2 separate regions of the Oryctolagus cuniculus genome follow, and region 1 is linked to region 2. A link is a contact called in public Micro-C data. All regions are on one chromosome and are shown on one strand. Each heading gives the region's core, a stretch centred on a gene start, on an enhancer-like site or on the middle of the called end of the contact. The rest is flanking DNA. Distances are from core to core; before and after follow the strand shown.

What was found. A called contact is a pair of places that touch in the nucleus more often than the background predicts.
Region 1: a contact with region 2 is called in a Micro-C map of ear pinna, with 2.9 times the contacts expected there. The contact joins the enhancer-like site here to the promoter of ARRDC4 in region 2. A contact is called at or near these places in 2 of 6 Hi-C or Micro-C datasets (ear pinna and an unstated tissue).

The regions. Positions count from the first base shown.
Region 1 is chr12:7,962,562-7,965,261 of mOryCun1.1, reverse strand. No RefSeq gene overlaps it. Among named protein-coding and RNA genes, the nearest start is that of ARRDC4, 48 kb to the right of the region's middle. Within about 2 kb of position 1,296, at least 1 of the 8 cell types and tissues checked has an H3K27ac peak or open chromatin away from gene starts, as enhancers often do.
Region 2 is chr12:7,914,851-7,917,550 of mOryCun1.1, reverse strand. ARRDC4 (arrestin domain containing 4) reads right to left here and starts at 1,383. Exons shown (of 8, transcript XM_051822982.2): 1 at 943-1,383. The coding sequence starts at 1,228. It overlaps LOC103352189 (a long non-coding RNA gene), which reads left to right and starts at 512. Exons shown (of 6, transcript XR_007910595.2): 1 at 512-979; 2 at 2,567-2,700.

The DNA.
Region 1 (2,700 bases), core at 47-2,546, 48 kb before region 2:
ACAGGACACAGCCTGGGCACAAGCCCTGAGAATGTGAGTCGTCACTGTCCTGATTGTAATTAACTCACAGAGCTTCATGAGCTCCCTTACATCTCACACAGCAACAAGAAGATATTAAATGCACAAAACAAAACAGGTAGTTTGACAGATTTCCCAAATTCCTTACTGATTTTTGGAAAATTATGTAAGGCCTGGAATCCAAGGGTCTAAGATTGGAAAACACCAGTGCCTTCCGTATAGATCTGTGATGCTGACACTGAGGAGTGGCAAGACTCAGAGCAGGGGTGTGGCTTCCCAGCAGGAAGCGGCCACTGGGCCACGATGCCACCCAGTTTCCTGAAGGATCTGGAATGGTGGCATGCTGTTGCGCTGCTGACTAATCTGGTTCCTCCCCACCCTTAATCGCTGGGACTGCTCACCTCTCTAAACATGCTCATTGTCTCCCCCAGGACCTCTTCTGCTGAATGTCACCAAGGAGCTAATGACAAAGAGGAACACCCACAGGAAACAGGAAGCTGTAGGCCACGCACCAGTGGCACGAGTTGGTTGAGCTACACTGATGAATCAAACGGTTGAGGTCAACAATGAATGTGTTGCTGCTTTAGCTGCATGAGAAAGGAGAGCTTTAATAAAGTGCCAGAGACTCCTCCCTGTGTTGGCGTTCTTGTTTCTTTGCCAAGTTGCCCGAATACTGTGGTTTTCCTCGTATTGTATTGACCTGGTTGACATGACCAGAAATAGCTCTGGATATCACCCTGGATATCCGTTCATCTTCCACTGGACTAGCTTGAAGAGAAGAAAGAAATGCTGGCCTTGTTTGGGCGAAGTGGTAAGAGCAGAGAATGACAGGTGAGGTCAGTGTTCCAGGCGGGGGTGCTCACAGGGGTTCAGGGCAGTGTCAGGAACATAAAGAGAAGCCAGCGGGGGAAGAAGGCTCGGAGCACTGTCAGCCATCCGTCCAGCAGCTCAGGCTGGTACTCAGGCTTCGAAGAGAGGAAGCGTGGGCACACGGGGCAGGAGAGCAGACACCTAGCTTAGCTTTTCCAGAAGGAAGCTTCGGGAACTGAGAACCGCCAGGCACCAGTGGTCTTTAACTCCATGGAGACTGGGTTGTGTTTGTGACCATGGATCAGCCTCAGCCCTGGGTTGCAAGTGAGTTTTCCTCCTGCCGGTCCTGAATGTGCATGGAGCCTCTATTAGCTGATTGGTCGACCTTGCTCTCTCTCTCACTCGCAGAACCAGCCTCGGTGGGTGAGTAATGGAGGCGGCATGTGGTGTGCATGACAGATTGCCAAATTTCCTGCTGCCCAGGGAGTTCCTTCCCCGAGGCAGTGGGGACTGTCACTCACCAGGCCCAGGCCTCAGTCAGTAGATCTGCTTCCTCTTTCGCCAGGAACGTTTGCATTGTGCTCTAGATGTCTTTTTTTTTAAAGGTTTATTTATTTATTTGAAAGCCAGAGTTGGAGAGACAGAGAGAGAAAGAGAGAGAGAGAGAGAGAGAGAAAGGCCTTCCATCCACTGGTTCACTCCACGGCCTTCCCGGGCCACTACCAGAGAGCCGGATCGGAAGAGGAGCAGTGGGGACACGAACCAGTGCCCATATAGGATGCCAGAGCAGCGGGCAGAGGCTTAACCTACATCACCACAGCACCGGCCCCTCACACTCACTTTCACTTTTTAAAATTTTGAATTTATTTATTTATTTTAAAAGACAGACAAAGAGAGGTCTTCCGGCCATGGTTTTATTCCCCAAATGCCTATAAGAGCCAGGGCTGGGCCAGGCTGAAAACCAGGAGCCCAGAATTCCATCCAGGTCTCCGCTGTGGGTGGCAGGGAACGAACTACTTGAGCCATTGGCAATGCCTCCCGAGGCCTCTCCGTCTCCTGCTGTCTGCACGGCCGGCCTCTTCTGGCTTTGAGGCCATCAGCCACAGCAGAACTCGCCTCCTTGAAGGCCTTCTGGGCAGAGGTGGCCACATTCGGAGGCCCTGGGGGAGACTGCGGTGTCTAGACAGAGAGCAGGGAACACAGCTAAGCCCACAACCGCTGGGGCACTTAGCATCTTCCCCCTGCAGTGTACGAAGGACTTTGCTTTTATCAAAAGCAAATCAGCTCTAAGTTAGAGAAGCAATCTGCCACAGACCAGCCGCAAAGCCACTTCCTGTAGACATGACTCTCTCCTAGGGGATTTCCAAGCCACCTCTCCTTGGGATTTCTTTGTGTCTCTGCCTTTCTCAGTGTGGCCCTGGGCTGAGAATAATCGTGCTGACTTCTTGAGCTCAGCCACGACAGAGCAGCTGCCTATTAAATTCCATTATACTGCACAGAGTGAGCAGAGATAGGTGGGAGTCGCTGGAGGCTTGTTGGGGATGGCAGAAATTGGTTTTTAAGTTGCAGGCAAATGATGTGTGTTCTGGGACTGATGTGGTCGCCAGAGCTCCCAACCTGATCCGGGCATATGGCCCTGGACTCCTTCCCAGCAGATTGGATGGGAAATTTCCCATTAATCCAGCCCTGCTGCCAGTGTTCAGAGCACTCTGGGAATTCCCGGGAAGCCCGGCAGCAGAATTCTTAAAACTTTAGCTTTTAGAAAACCGCCAGTCGTGGTGCGGAGCCAAATCGGGTGAATAATGAGAGGTCACACGGAGAAACGCTGCCGTGGCCAAAACGGAGGCTCTTCAGAGAGAGTCAACACGTTTG
Region 2 (2,700 bases), core at 134-2,633:
CTATTCACCCAGCACCCACGGGCCCTGGAAACACAGACACCTTGGACAAAACCCAGGTCCCTGCTCCCTTGGGTCGGCCATCTTGGAAATCTGTGTCCCTGTCACCACTGGGAGGGGCGAGCATGGTCCATGCCATAAACCAGGGGGCAGAGGGCGGCAAGGCGGGGTCCAAGCAACCGTCTGGGGTGTCAGCTGGCTAAGCCAGTGACAGTGGCCCCAGGCCAGGACAAAACGGCCCATTCTGTATCCTGCGAGACCCGGCGAGCCTCAGTTTACCCTTCCGGGGGGGGGGGGTGCCACCATCTTACCTGGCAGCAAAGCTTAAGGGGCGGAGGGGTAAGAGGGCTCGGAAGGGCTCCCACCTGTGGACCCTGGTTGGGCCCAGGGTCCAGGGAATCCCTCTCCGCGCCTACTGCGAAAGGAGCACCCCTCCAAGCAGGGGGGGTCCCCGCGTGGGCACTTTGGGGGACGCCTCCCACGTGCGAGGGCGAGGCGCGCCCAAGAGCGCACGCACACCTGGCAGGGAAGAGGGGTGCGGCGAGGAAGAGGACCCCAGGGTCGGCGACGGTGCCCAGGGGGTCAGGTCCAGGAACCTTTCCTGCCACTGCCCTGCCCTCCCCGCAGGACTCGAGTTTCTGCTAATTCATCCCGAACCAGGCAGGGGCGCGCAGGCTCAGGCCGGGCAGGAGACGCCCCAGAAGCCCTGGGCGCTGCGGACCCGGCCGGCATCCCCGGGCCCCCAGCTGTCCAGCTGTCCGAGCGCAGGTTCCCATGGCGACGGCTCGCGCCCCGGCTCCGGGTTCCAGCTGCTGCCGAGACTCGCCCACCGCGGCGGCCGGGCAGGGGCGCGGGCATTGTGACCCGCCGCCGCGCCGGGCGCCCGGGGCCCACCTGCCAGGTGCGCCTCCCGCCCGCGCGCCCCCCGGGGCCCCCAGCGCTCACCGGACGGGGGCTCGCGCAGGCTCAGGCGCACGTTCAGGTACTCCACCTCCGAGGCGGCGGCCGGCGCCGCGCCGGCGCCCGGGCCCCAGGCGGCCGTGGCACGGCCCTGGGCCTCCAGGCGCAGCGCGCGCAGGGCCACCGGCTCGGCCGCCTCCAGCAGCACGTGCCCGGCCACCGTCTCGCCGCTCGAGTAGCAGCCCTTGCGCTCGTCCTCGAACACCAGTCCCAAGCTCTTCACGCGGCCCTCGGAGCCCAGGGCCGCCGCAGACCCCGCCTCGCCGCCCATCCCGGCGGGCGACGGGGCTCCGCTCCTGCTGTCCGCAGAGGCCCGGAGCCGGGGTCGCGAGCCCAGCGGCGCCGCTGTCACGGGCGCCCGCCGCACGCCGAGGGCCACCGCGGCCGCTGTGCCGTGCCCGGTGGAGCACCGGCTCGCCGCGGGGCCTGTCGCTTTAACAAACCCAAGAGGGACAGGAACGGGTCCTGGACAGCCCACCCCCGGCGCGCTCCCATAGGTCAGCTGTGAGCCCTGCTTCTTGCCGATTGGTTGTTCATGACTACTGAGTCATTTCATTGGCGCCCCCACGCACGGGCTGGCGCAGGAAGGCAGTGCGTGATCAGGCAGTGTTGACCAATCGGGAGACGTAGGCGAGCACGTGCACAGGCCGTTTATTGGCTGGAGGAAAGCACTGTCCTGGGGCACGGACCAATAGTGAGGCGGTGCGCCCATGTGGACAGGCAGTGGGAAACAATATCTGTCAGGGAGGGGGCGGAATGGAGCGGGGCTTCTCCGGCTTGCGGCGTGTCCGCCGTTCCCATGGTTACGGACGGGGCGGGGTTGCACTGCTGCGTGAGCAGGGCTTTCGGGAGGCACCGGGTTGGCGCTGGCACCTGAGCTGGCGGCGTCTGTGACACGCGAGTGGAAATGAGATGCGGGGACGATGACCCCGCGGAGTTTCCCTGCGGGACGTGGGGCAGGCGCGGCTGGAACTCTGAGGGACGTCTTAGAGTCTCCGGGCCTGCGGGTTCCGCACCCCGCGTTCCCGGGTTCGCACCGGGAGAGGGCCCCGGGACTAGTCCGGGTGCGGGCGGGCTGCCGCCGGCCCCTCAGCCTCTCTGGGCGCCGCCTTCAGTCGGGTTGCGGTGAGGCGCCCGCCGCCGGCCGGGGGTCGCGGCCCCGCGAGGGCTCCTCCGACCTGGCCTTCTTCCTCTGCTCTCTGCGGCGCACCGTGTAGCGCAGCTGTCCTGTAACCGCCATCGTAAGCTATTTCCATTTCTCCACTGACTGAGGTTTACGGCTTTCCCCATGTATGCCATGTTTTCTCCTCACCCCGGCTTTTTGAAAGAGACCTGAGTGGAAAGGTCGCTCTGCTGCCCTTTTGAGTTTGGATCATGCACGTGGAACTTTACGAAGGCCTTGGAAGCTCCGAGCTTCCTTGTCGTCGCTCAAAGACATTGCAAGAGGCTGCAAACCCAGCTGTTTGTCTTGGGCCACGAGGTCTCCAGTGAGCCCCAGCGCTCCCCTCTGCACAAAATGACCTGCCTGCTTATTTGCCTACTGTCCGTCACGCCCAGCTGAAGCACAGAACAAGCCCTCATCCATCTGATGTACCTTTAATTCCCACAGGGCTTCACGTACAGCCACCGCTCGATCAAAATTCGGCCCAGTGAATGCCAAGCCCGGTTCCGTGACAGGTGAACCTGCCTCGCCTCCTGCTCCAGGGCGCTTCCCTCGTCTGCAGGCGGATGGTCTTTCCAGCC